4 separate regions of the Mus musculus genome follow, and regions 2, 3 and 4 are each linked to region 1. A link is a contact called in public promoter capture Hi-C data. All regions are on one chromosome and are shown on one strand. Each heading gives the region's core, a stretch centred on a gene start, on an enhancer-like site or on the middle of the called end of the contact. The rest is flanking DNA. Distances are from core to core; before and after follow the strand shown. Region 1 holds the start of Ssbp1 (single-stranded DNA binding protein 1). Region 2 holds the start of Epha1 (Eph receptor A1). Region 3 holds the start of Zyx (zyxin). Region 4 holds the start of Ephb6 (Eph receptor B6).

Evidence for each region. Promoter capture Hi-C pulls out the DNA fragments that hold promoters and counts their contacts. Capture Hi-C pulls out chosen DNA fragments and counts their contacts.
Region 2: a promoter capture Hi-C map of liver shows a contact between it and region 1, with 2.8 times the contacts expected there. The contact joins the promoter of Epha1 here to the promoter of Ssbp1 in region 1. A contact is called at or near these places in 4 of 39 promoter capture datasets (the HPC-7 cell line, embryonic stem cells and liver) and 2 of 115 datasets of contacts at active chromatin or transcription factors (astrocytes and pancreatic cancer cells).
Region 3: a promoter capture Hi-C map of liver shows a contact between it and region 1, with 4 times the contacts expected there. The contact joins the promoter of Zyx here to the promoter of Ssbp1 in region 1. A contact is called at or near these places in 3 of 39 promoter capture datasets (embryonic stem cells, liver and pre-B cells), 3 of 484 Hi-C or Micro-C datasets (CD4 T cells, CD8 T cells and the G1E-ER4 cell line) and 2 of 9 other capture datasets (adipose tissue and liver).
Region 4: a promoter capture Hi-C map of the HPC-7 cell line shows a contact between it and region 1, with 4 times the contacts expected there. The contact joins the promoter of Ephb6 here to the promoter of Ssbp1 in region 1. A contact is called at or near these places in 5 of 39 promoter capture datasets (the HPC-7 cell line, embryonic stem cells, hippocampal neurons and 2 more) and 2 of 484 Hi-C or Micro-C datasets (CD4 T cells and uterus).

Annotation. Positions count from the first base shown.
Region 1 is chr6:40,470,040-40,472,766 of GRCm38.p6, forward strand. It overlaps Ssbp1 (single-stranded DNA binding protein 1), which reads left to right and starts at 1,376. Exons shown (of 6, transcript NM_028358.2): 1 at 1,376-1,420; 2 at 2,032-2,094. The coding sequence starts at 2,071.
Region 2 is chr6:42,371,923-42,374,649 of GRCm38.p6, forward strand. It overlaps Epha1 (Eph receptor A1), which reads right to left and starts at 1,346. Exons shown (of 18, transcript NM_023580.4): 1 at 1,204-1,346; 2 at 253-320. The coding sequence starts at 1,288. The region is part of intron 2 of 2010310C07Rik (RIKEN cDNA 2010310C07 gene); the gene reads left to right.
Region 3 is chr6:42,348,465-42,351,191 of GRCm38.p6, forward strand. Zyx (zyxin) reads left to right here and starts at 1,364. Exons shown (of 10, transcript NM_011777.3): 1 at 1,364-1,655; 2 at 1,793-2,012; 3 at 2,482-2,684. The coding sequence starts at 1,805.
Region 4 is chr6:41,604,115-41,606,841 of GRCm38.p6, forward strand. It overlaps Ephb6 (Eph receptor B6), which reads left to right and starts at 1,397. Exons shown (of 18, transcript NM_001146351.2): 1 at 1,397-1,706.

The sequences.
Region 1 (2,727 bases), core at 126-2,625:
CTCCTAAAATCAGAAAGAATGGACCTTAGGAGGCAGTGTGTCTGTTTGAATGGTTTGGAGTTCCCTTCTGTCTAACACTGGAGCCCCACTGAATCTTGTTGCCTTGGGTTCCTTAATTTGTAGGATTCATAAGTGCGTTACTTCACTAGGGCCAGGATTAGGGTAAACAACATAGGATTTAGAGGAGCAAAAGAAAGTCAGCAATCAAAAGAAAAGATGTCTCAATGCAGTATTTTGGAAATGTTAAAACTAAGAAATTTTACTATGAACATGATATTACCAAATACAAGATCAACAAGCTTAAGTTACTTGAGATTGTTTAAGACTGTCACTGAGTGCTGGATGTGATGGCACATGCCTTTAATCACAGCACTAGGGAGGTAGATGCAGCAAGGGGAATCTCTGGGAGTTAGAGACAAGCCTGGTCTGGTCTACATGAGATCCAAGTTTCAGGCCAGCCAGGGATACACAGCGAGACAGTGTCTTTTTTCTTTTCTCTTTCTCTCTCTCTCTCTCTCTCTCTCTCTCTCTCTCTCTCTCTCTCTTTCTTTCTTTTAAGCTTTTCCATCTAGAATAACTGCCAAAGATGTAGAATTGAAACACAAAATGAAAAAAAAAAATCTAAAAAATACTGATCAGTTTCTTTCTATAAAAGTAAAATCTTAATTACACTTTGCTTTAAAATAAAGCAACGTTTTGACTTTTAACACTTCTTCAAAATGTTTTGGAATTTCATAAACTTTTAATGTTTTAGGGAAAACATATATACAAATACATAATATAAGGGCGCATTTCTCTTGTGCCTTAGGCACAGTTTGGGACCGGTACTTAATAAAGATGTTAAAAATTTTGCTCCTCACGTGTTTCTTGAATTTTTTGACTTAACATGTTAACATATCTAGATCACCGAGGTTTTGACAGCAATTAATTCTTCAGTCTTACTGCATTAGGAGACTTGTGTCGGTTTTAGTTCCTCCAGGGGCTCAAATATGTTTTATTTCACCTACCTCACTCCCTTTCCCAGGCTGGGAACATCAAATAATTTCAATTTAGGGCTGGGAATAGAGTTCTGGCCAGAGTTTGGTTAGCCAGTGCGGGGCCACTACCGGAGCGAGGGTGGAGATCAGGAAAAACAAAACAAAACAAAAAACCCCAACAACCAAACTAAACCAAACCAAACAACAAAAAAACAAAACCAAAATCGTAAAACTACCCACAGGTGGCATCGTTGATCCGCCCACTTCCGCCTGGACAGAAGTTCCTGGCACTTCTAAATTGAGGGGTCGTGTTTCCGGCGACATCAGCCGGCGGCATTTCAACGACGCACTTCAGAGATTTCCTGTCTTTCCTTGCATCTCGCGAGCTTTGCGGGCTCCGTGCGCCGGAAGCGAGCCGCTGGCGGTCGGGCTCTGCGTGTCCGGTGAGGGAGGGGAGAAGGCTGGCACGAAGTTGTGTTTCCCGAGTGCACGGGCGCGTGCGGGGCTCGGGAGGAGTTGTGCGGCTCCTCGCTGGAGTCCGAGTGTCCCCCGCCGTTCCCTGTGCTGCTCGCGAGCGCCACTTTGGGGGAAGAGCAGCCTCTTGCCCCCGCGGCGAGGCTGGGGAGCCGGGCTTACTCAGCGCTAACGGGGACGAAGGCACTGATTTGCGTCCTTTCGGAGTAGCGTTTACTGTGCCCGCACTGTTTGTAGAGACAGTTTTAGGGGTCTAGAATAACAGAACAAGTTGGAAAAAAAAATGTCCGAGACAACTTCTATTGTAAAGAAATCTAGCAGACAATGGATTGCAAGTGAGAACAGGTTTTTCCCCTCTTTTCTGCTGGTTGAGACCCAGAACCACAGAGTTTCTTTTGTCTCGCTCAGTTTTTGTTTTCAAAAAGAAAGGAACTCCCCACACGTGCAAAAAATGCGGTTGCAAATTGGGTGCACGAGAAGCTGGACGCGCTTAGGATTTAGGACTAGAGAGCATGTGTGTTCTTGATGGATACTGTAGTTTCTTGATTTATCATTTTTCTCTTTTCTTTCTTTCCTTTAGGAAAAGCCTAAAGATTAGGTTGTAAGAAAAACAGAAGCCATGTTTCGAAGACCTGTGTTACAGGTAGTCACTTTTCTACATTAGTGAGTGCTCCAACCGTGTTTCCATAGTCTATAGCCATGTTTTGTTTTGTTGCTTTTCGATTTTGCATACATAAGCACGAGATTCTTACGCCTATCCAGCGTGTTCTATGTGTTTATTTGATGTGGGAGATTCAGAAGGGATTTTGTGTGTGTGTGTGTTTATGTGTGTGTGAAGCTCATAATGTTTACTGAATCAAAAATGATTTTTAAAGTGTATTCGCATATGTAGTACACCTCATGAATTTAATTTAGTAAATATTTGTTACCAGTGCTTAGATCAGAGTATTCATTTAATTATGTAAGTTATTATTATCATTTTTGTTTTGCTGTTTTTGAGACAGCCACTCATAGTTAAGACTATCTTGAGACTCACTGTTAGGCTGAGATGACCAAGAACCTTCCTCCTCCTGCTTCTACTTTGTCACCGATGGTATTTCAGGCCTGCCCCATCGCACCTGATTTCTTCTAACCTTGTCCCATATGGCTCTGGTCTTTTATGACCTTCTGGCCCCTCTCCTCCCCACTCCCATCTTGCTATCCAGAGAGCAGAGCTCACTTCTTGCCACAAATTCATGACCATTCTGCAATCTAGTCGGGTGTCCTCTACTCTAGC
Region 2 (2,727 bases), core at 96-2,595, 1.9 Mb after region 1:
CGAGAGCTCATACCCCCACCCCCAACCCTATGGTAGGAGGGTGAGGGAGTAGCGATAGTCCCACTGAGTGGAGTTTGACACCCCCCAGCTCCCTAGGAGTACCATTCAGGAGCCTCTGACTCAGCTCCCCTCCCCCTCTTTGAGGAGACACTTCCAGTTTTTCCTGCTCTTTTCTGTTCCTCCACCCACCTCTCCACCCCATTTCCCACTGGCCTTCAAACTTGAACTTTCCCAGGTCCTTCAAATACTTACCCCAGTCTCTGGGGGATCCAGAAGCCAGCCCAGCTCTCCTTGTGCTGTGCTTGTGTCCATTAGAGTGACTGAATGGGGGAGAAAAGAACGATGTCATCCCTGGGGTGGTGGTACCCAACTCCCTACACTGGGTATTCTGGGACTCCCCAGTCCGAGGCTGCCCAGAACGTCTTCCTAACAGTGTGACATCCTGAGGCAGAGGAGAAAGGCAGAGTGGGGCAAGGGCTGGGGGACTGGTGCCTGAACCAGAGTCAGGACGGCAAGCGTTGGAAGAGCAACCCCAGACGTGGCACCCACGGAGCCCTGGAGAACATCTGCAAGGATGCCGTGGGCGGACGTCAGGGAAGCTAAGCCTTTGTAGTCCTGAGTGGGACCCTGGCAGGGGGATCCTGCTGGATTTTGACTCCAGTTGTCAGTGGCCTGCTCTGGTAGGTGAGGGTAGAGGAGGTGGGGCCTTAGGTGAAGCTATGATTTTGGGAAGTGGGAGGGGCATGGACAGAGTGTGCAAAACTTTAGGTGGAAGATTGGACCCCTACACCTAGCAATCCCAAAAGTTCTAATCCTTCCACCACTGGAGGATTATTTGTGCTCCGGTTAGGCTGGCAGAAGGAGGCTTTCCGCCTCAGACTTCTGAGTGCTGCTGCAAAGTCAGGGGTGGGCATTTGGAGGGTCCCATGATGCTGCAGTAGGAATGCAGCTTCCTGGCTGTGGTCAGGAACTCCCTCTCCAACCGCAGCAAATAGTGCTGGCCAACAGAGTAGGGGTGACTGATCCCGTGGGCAGGAGTCTGGGGTTAAAGACCAAAGATTGGCCTGGCCAATCGATCTTCCCGCTACTGGGGAGAAGCCAGGGAGAAGTAGTGGGGCTCGGGGAAGAGGGCCTCCTCAGGAATGCCGGCTCTTGCAGGCTGCTGCCCGTCAGCCGGGAAAGGGAGAGGGCGGGGGTCGGTACCTTCCTCGGCGCGCGCCCCCGGGGGCAGCGGGGCGCAGAGCAGCAGCAGCAGCAATGCAAGCCCCAGGGGCCAGCGCCGCTCCATGGCGCCGGCCGGGACCTGGGACCACGGCCCCTACGGCTGGGCCAGGTCGCGAGGGACTGGGCGATCCAGGCCGGCTAGGCGGGGGCGGAGGGCGGGGCCAGATGAGGGGCGGGGCCTCAGCCTCACCTGGTTCACCTTCTTAAAGGGACAGGAGGACAGGAAGGAAACTTGTTAGACAGGTAATAAACTTTAAAACCTGGAGGCGTCTTGGTTGGAATGAGACTGAAGGCGCCGCCTAGTGGGTGTTGCTAGGAATTGACTAGACAGACATTCTTAAATGTATCCTAAACCCAACCCAGTTTTGATCCAGCTTTCAATCGAATTCAGCTTGACTTAAAAAAGATCTCCGTTTTACTCCCTTTCTTTTCTGTGGACTCGAGACTTGTCATGCTCACTTGGAAATTTAGGAGTGGGAGACATTCCTTCATCCTGTTCGGCTTCGATGACAACCATGCAAATTGGTACAATCCTTAACAAAGTCAGGAGTAATCCTCAGGGGGGGGGGGGGGGGAAGCTGGCGTGACCAGGGTGTTTAGTGGCAGAGAAAGATTGAGATTGAGAAAGGCCTGCAGGCAGGGAGCCTCAAGGTGTGCTCAGGGAGTGGTACATGGACCAGTTTGACTGCTGGGGCACAGCATTTGTCTTGGGAGCCAGGGCAGAAAGACAGGTGTGGACCAGAACCGGGAAGGTTTTGGTAAACAGGAGGAGGAGTTTGAACTTTGCCTTATACCCACGGTGCAGACACGGGGACCTGGGGAGCATTTCCAGTACAGTTTTAGTGAAGAGGTGGCAGCTCTGGGCTCTCTCTTTGGGACTGCCTCCCATCCTACTTAATAGATGTCTGTTCAGCTTTCACTATGTATGTGTTTTAAGCTCAGAGACAGTAAAGTACTTATCCTAAACAAATTACTTGTCTGAAGAGGGCTAGGGGGTAGGGGGAGCTGAAGTCAGCACACAGATGACTATAAGGTAAGCAGGGCGGAACCCCAAAGAGATGAAAACAGGCTAGCAGTGTGAGCTATGCAGCCACTCATGGCTCCAGTCCCTGGGGCCCCTCTTTTTCATCCTTTTCTGGCTTCACCCCATTAATATGACTCACGCATATCTTTTTACCATTTAAATTGTTGCATATTTTGGTCATTGTACTGGAGGGGAAGTGGTAGATCGTAGATACTATTAGAATTAATGCTTCTTCTTATTTTCCATTTTAAAAAAATATATAAGTATTGGTAGATAAATATGATCCCTAATTTCTTGACCTACCCTACTCTTGTTGACATAAATAAGTAAATGTAATATATAATAGTCATTGGAAAAACCATGTTCAATGGGAAGAACTAAATGTTGAATAGAACTCTTCTTTCCCCACTCTGTAAAATGCTCTAAGTTAAAAATCATCTACTATTTTTTTGTAGTTCCTCTCAAAATTCTCTCTATGT
Region 3 (2,727 bases), core at 114-2,613, 1.9 Mb after region 1:
ACTGGCTGGAAATTTCCGTTGTTTTCCAGGCTGGAACTTGGAAGTAATACTGAGAACTATATAGAATTTTCAGGCATGGCATGTTATTTATCTCTTCACATAAAGCAGCAGGCAAACGAACTAAATGCCATCCCTTTTACAATGGAGGCAATGAAACCGAATGAATGAAAAATCTTGTCCACTGAGTTGGAAACCAGGCTCCCTGACCTCACGGAGTTTCTCCATCTTTGCCAACAGGGTTAATTAACTCTGACCTGAGTGCAACCCTTGGGGCCGTCTTTTCAGGTAACATCCCCCAGTTTCTTATCCTAGGTTCATGGGGTTAGTTTGCATGCCCCTAAAGCATAGCTCAAGGACATATACTGACCAACCATACTGGACAGTAGGGTGCAGCAGATGGGGAGCGCCAAGGTTTGGAGCCTCAGCCAGGGATGACAGGGCGAAACCAAAGGAAGCACCGAGGGTTGGATATTGGACTAGAGGCTCTAGCTCGTAACTCTATAATTTGGACGAAGTTTCCGTGTGTTGTTTAAAAAAAAAAAAAGAAGAAGAAGAAGAAGATCGGAAGGGAAAGATGCAAGATTAAGAAAGTAAGAAAAGCAGACACCAGCTTAGTCATATCTCTTTCATGTAGCCTGGGGCAGTCTCAGGCTGAGGAATCTGGTAGGACCAGTGGGGGGCTCCACCGAGCTTTGTCCCGGGGCGCGCTGACAACCCAAAGACTCTTGAGGGACTGGGAAAGGCTTGCTGAAGGGATCCTCAAGGACTAGTCCCCGGGGGCTATTTGGGTCTTCCTAGGTTGTCTGACCACTCGCCCTGACTTCGCCCTTGTACCTCCATTCCTGGACTCAAAGCACTGGACTCTTGTCCCCGGGGCAATACTATTGCAGGCGGGTCTAGGGCAAAGCGAATTCCTAGAAGCCTTAAGAGGCTGCCTAGCTCAGGAAGTTAGCATTCCCCCAGCTTAGGCTCCTGCTCACACACTAGTGGGTTACAGAAGGCCGGCCTGGGAGCCAAGTGCCCGCAGGGCCAACGTCCCTTCACCATCCCCCGCCCACCCAGGAGTACAGTTCCATCCCAGTCCTGCGTTCCGGGACTGACCACAGGACACGTGGGACGCGGAGCTGAAGCTGCAGGGAGGGGCGGGGTCGGTCAATGGCAGGCAGGCCCGGGGTGCGCGACTGAGCTGCTTCAGGACCGCTGGGATTACTAGCCAGCCTGCTCAGCCTGGAGTGCGGACAGTGAGTCAGTTCTCCAGCACTCGCGGGTCGGGAGGAGGGAGGTGGGGTAGGTGGCAGGTCAGGAAATGACATCAGAGGCCTGTGCTGGGGAAGGGTGGTCTGTGCCCGGCGGGGGCGGTGGTGAGTAGGGAGGCCGCAGGCGGACCTTTGCAGAGCCTGGAGCCCGGGGCAGGACCTGGGCCCCTTCCTGGGGGAGTTTCCTGTCGGGTCCTCCCTCCCCGGTCTCTCCCCGCCCCCTCTCCGGGCCGCTCCTTGTATGGTCTGGGCGCCGCTCTCTCCCCGCCCCCTCCCTCCCTTCCCGTGCACGACGTCCCTCCCCGCTTGGCTAGAAGCGGCTCCGGACCGGGACGCAGAGTCCGCGGACTCGGCGCCGAGGCGGTCATCCGAGACGCGCCTCTCACGCTCCTGCGCGCGGTGAGGAGCGGGGAGAAGCTCCGCCGCCCCGGGAAGGGGACGCGGGGAGGCGCGGGTGGGGTCACCGAGGGGCGCTTAGACCGAGGAGTGTCAGTCCGACACCGCTCTGCGTAACCTGACGACCCCACCCCCTGCAGCCCGGCCTGGCCATGGCGGCCCCCCGCCCGCCTCCCGCGATCTCCGTCTCCGTCTCGGCCCCCGCGTTTTACGCCCCGCAGAAGAAGTTCGCCCCGGTTGTGGCCCCAAAGCCCAAAGTGAATCCTTTCCGGCCTGGGGACAGCGAGCCTCCTGTAGCAGCCGGGGCCCAAAGAGCGCAGATGGGTCGGGTGGGCGAGATCCCACCACCACCCCCGGAAGGTATGCGGCTGGGATTGGGGGCCCTGATCTTTCTCGGGCGCCAGGGGTGGGGGTCGGTGGTTTGGGGAATTTGGGGTTGTCTGAAAAGGCTGTTGCGGAGGGGGCTGGGCGCTGGGTGGCTACCCTGTCCTGAGCAGATGTTCTTACCTCATCTTGGAGCTCCTGGCTGGGAGCCAGGACCCTTGGGACTGTTCCAAGTCTCCCGCCTGGGGGTAGGAGGCGGGAATGTGGGCCAGGAATCTTCCCCTCTGGATCCGTTCTCTGAAGTGTAACGGGAGCTGCACGGTTCTTCAACCTGGCTCGTTCTCACTCGACCTGCTTCGCCCAGGGCATCCTGAGCCCCTCGTTATGGTCTGCACACACTCTTGGGATGCAGGAAAGAGTTCTTGGATTAGGGGTTAAAGCAGTCGTCTGAGGAGAGGAGGAAAGAGGGTCGGTACTGATAGCCTTTTCTCTCCTTCCTACCCAGACTTTCCTTTGCCCCCTCCTCCCCTTATTGGGGAGGGCGACGACTCAGAGGGTGCCCTGGGAGGTGCCTTCCCACCTCCACCTCCCCCGATGATCGAGGAACCATTCCCCCCTGCTCCTCTGGAGGAGGACATCTTCCCCTCCCCTCCACCTCCACTGGAGGAGGAGGGAGGGCCTGAGGCCCCTACCCAGCTCCCACCGCAGGTAGGGAGGGCTTGGAAGGGCAGCTTTGCTGGAGATGGGGTGG
Region 4 (2,727 bases), core at 147-2,646, 1.1 Mb after region 1:
CATTAAACTTAATCAGGCTTATTAATTGATCCTCGATATTATGAGCGAACAACCTCCTGTCCAAGTAGGGACTCGTTATTTGTCTTTATCTTTCTATCACTCATTCAGCCAATTCATTAACGACTGTTTCTCTCGCAGTACCTCAAGGAGTTTCATTGTTTGGTTTCTTGTGCATGTTGGCTCATAGTCTCTTTCACAATTTTCATTGGTTTCTAAATGTTCTTTAAGTACCAGTTATGATCAGCCCATAAGCAGCTAGCTAGTACTTTCATAAGGATGCCTTTGAATAAGTGAAAGGGGGTATAAGATGGGACAGGGTAATAGGGGCGAAGGGGTGTGCAGATTTCACAGGATACCTGTTCTCCCTCAAAGAACCAGCAGGTGGTAGCAACACTTCGTGCGAAGGCTGCAGCCCTGCTCCGCGGGACCTAAACAATAGACCCCCACAAACCAGTACTCTAGTTTAGAAATGGTTAGGGCTGGGTAGAAACTCTTCTCCCTAGTAGCAAGCTCGCTCTGTTCCGCCCCTGCATCCAGGTACCGACTGAGTGGACCTTCTACGGCCTCTCATCACTGTGGGATGGTACTCTGCGGAGCGCGCGCCAGGGAGGTGGCACCTAGACTGGGTGCAGCGACTTGTCCAAGCCAGGTCTGCGCCAGGCACAGACATCGGACTTCCCGGACTCCGCCCCAGGCTTCCCTGCCTTTGAGGCGGTTGAAGGTTCAATTCAGAGGCCCCATCGCTGACCCAGATTCAAGGCACAGAAACAGATACAAGTCTGAAGCTAGCACAGGGACCTTTTCCTTCCCAGACGCTTGCACTGTCTCTGGTTGTTCTGCCCTCCCGTGCTCCCAAGACTTGTTTCTCCTTCCACCTCCTCCTTTTTTTTTTTTTTTTTTTCTTTTTTCTTTTTTCTGCTCACGCCCACCTCAGTTCAATCCAGAGTAGAAGCCCCACTGGTTTAGTTCCTAGAGTTAAAGAAGAGAAAGGGAGGAGCCATAGGCGCAGCGCCTGGGCTTCAGCCTGGCCATCAGCTGCCAGCCAGTAGCGCTTTGCTCCGCTGATGCTCGGGCGCGAGCTACAGGGTTTTAAACACGCCTCGCAGCGGCGCCCACTGGCCGCCTCCTCCCGGACCCTAACTCGTGCGGTCCTCCTGCCCACGTCCCCTCCGCCCGCCAGGACCTGCGGGAGGAGGCCGACCCTCCTCGGCACACGGGCGGGCCCAAGGCGCGCCCAGCGTCTCCACTGCACGCCCCGCTGGGGATCCGGCGCCGCGCACTTGGGTCCTAGGCCCAGAGGGCGGGCTCGGCTCCCGGAAGAGGAGAGCGAGAGCGGCTGAAGGGGCTGGAGAGGGGCGGGCCAGGCTGGGAGAGACGAGAGGGGGCGGGCCCGGCTGCGTTCGCCCAGCTAGCGCTGGGGAGCAGCGGGCGTCCGAACCCGAGACCACAGCTCAGCGACTCCGATCGTGACACCGGCCCCCGCACGATTCCCCAGGGCCCCGCCTAGGGAGCAGTCCCTGCTTGCAGCCTTGGGTCCTCTCCCAGAATCCCAGAGACTCTAAGCTGCGAGCAGACGCGGGCCCCTGGGAAGCGAGGTCCCCAGACCAGAGAGGACACGCGCGACGCTAGGAAAGATCTGCGAGGTGCAGATCCACCGCGGGGGCCTCGGGGGGCGCAGACCTGCAGAGCTGGAGGCCGGCGGGAAGGTGAGCCCGGGATTTGGGAGGTCGGAGGGTACTGTGTCTGGAGAGTAAGGGATTAAGGTTTGCAAAGTAGAGGATCTCTCTAGCCTGGGCCTATGCACACCCTGGATGGGGGTCTTTTATGGGGGAGTACTGGGTATAGCTCTCCAAGGCGAGAGTAGGTTTCTGAGAGACTGCCCCTTCATCCATGCTCTTTATTCTGTGTGTCCTGGGTATTAAAATTCTTCCATCACGTTTCCATCGACCCTCCTGTGCCTGTGACTTGGTGTGTGTGTGTGGGGAGGGGGGTAACCTCACAAAGGTCAGGCTCCCAGCATTCAGAAAAGGTTTGTCCATGCCTCTGACTCCTGTGGCATCTCTCCAATCCCCTCGCTGCAGGGTGGAGCTGGCAGGGGCAAGGGGCAATCGACATCTACAGCCCCCTTAAGCCTGGAAATAGAGGCTTGGAATTTGAGCCCCAACCGTAAGCACGCCCCCTCCAGTGGCAAACAAAGTATCCTGCTTGCTCCTGCCCCAGCTCCACCCCCTCTATGCATCTGGGTGCTTGGCCCAGCCTGCCTCTGCCCCTGCCCACTGATCTTGGCCGTCTGGCACCCTCTCTCCTCCCATCCCTGGGGGAACTGGCAGGGGACCAGCATAGCTGATGTTGTAATATCCCTGGCAGTGCCCATGTAGAAGTGCTGCCCAGCCTGTTCCCAATCAGTTAACTCAGGCCCTCCACCCATCAGGGGAACTTGACTCAGGTGGCTCTGGAAGGGAAGATGATGCTTCTCAAAGGAGAGACCAGTGGGAGTGACTGGTAGGGCTGTTGAGAGTCCTTGGAGGCTGAGCCAGTAATAGGACATTTAGGGACTGAATCTTGCTCATAGCAACTATGGACCCTTGAAAGCTGTGAGCCTTTTGTCTTGAAGGAAGATTGCCATGAGTGCCCCAGTGTACCTACCTAATGACGTATGGATGAGTCTTCTCCAGTCTATTGGCCCATTCATCGTACAAGAAGATGAATGATAAAGACCAGGGAGTT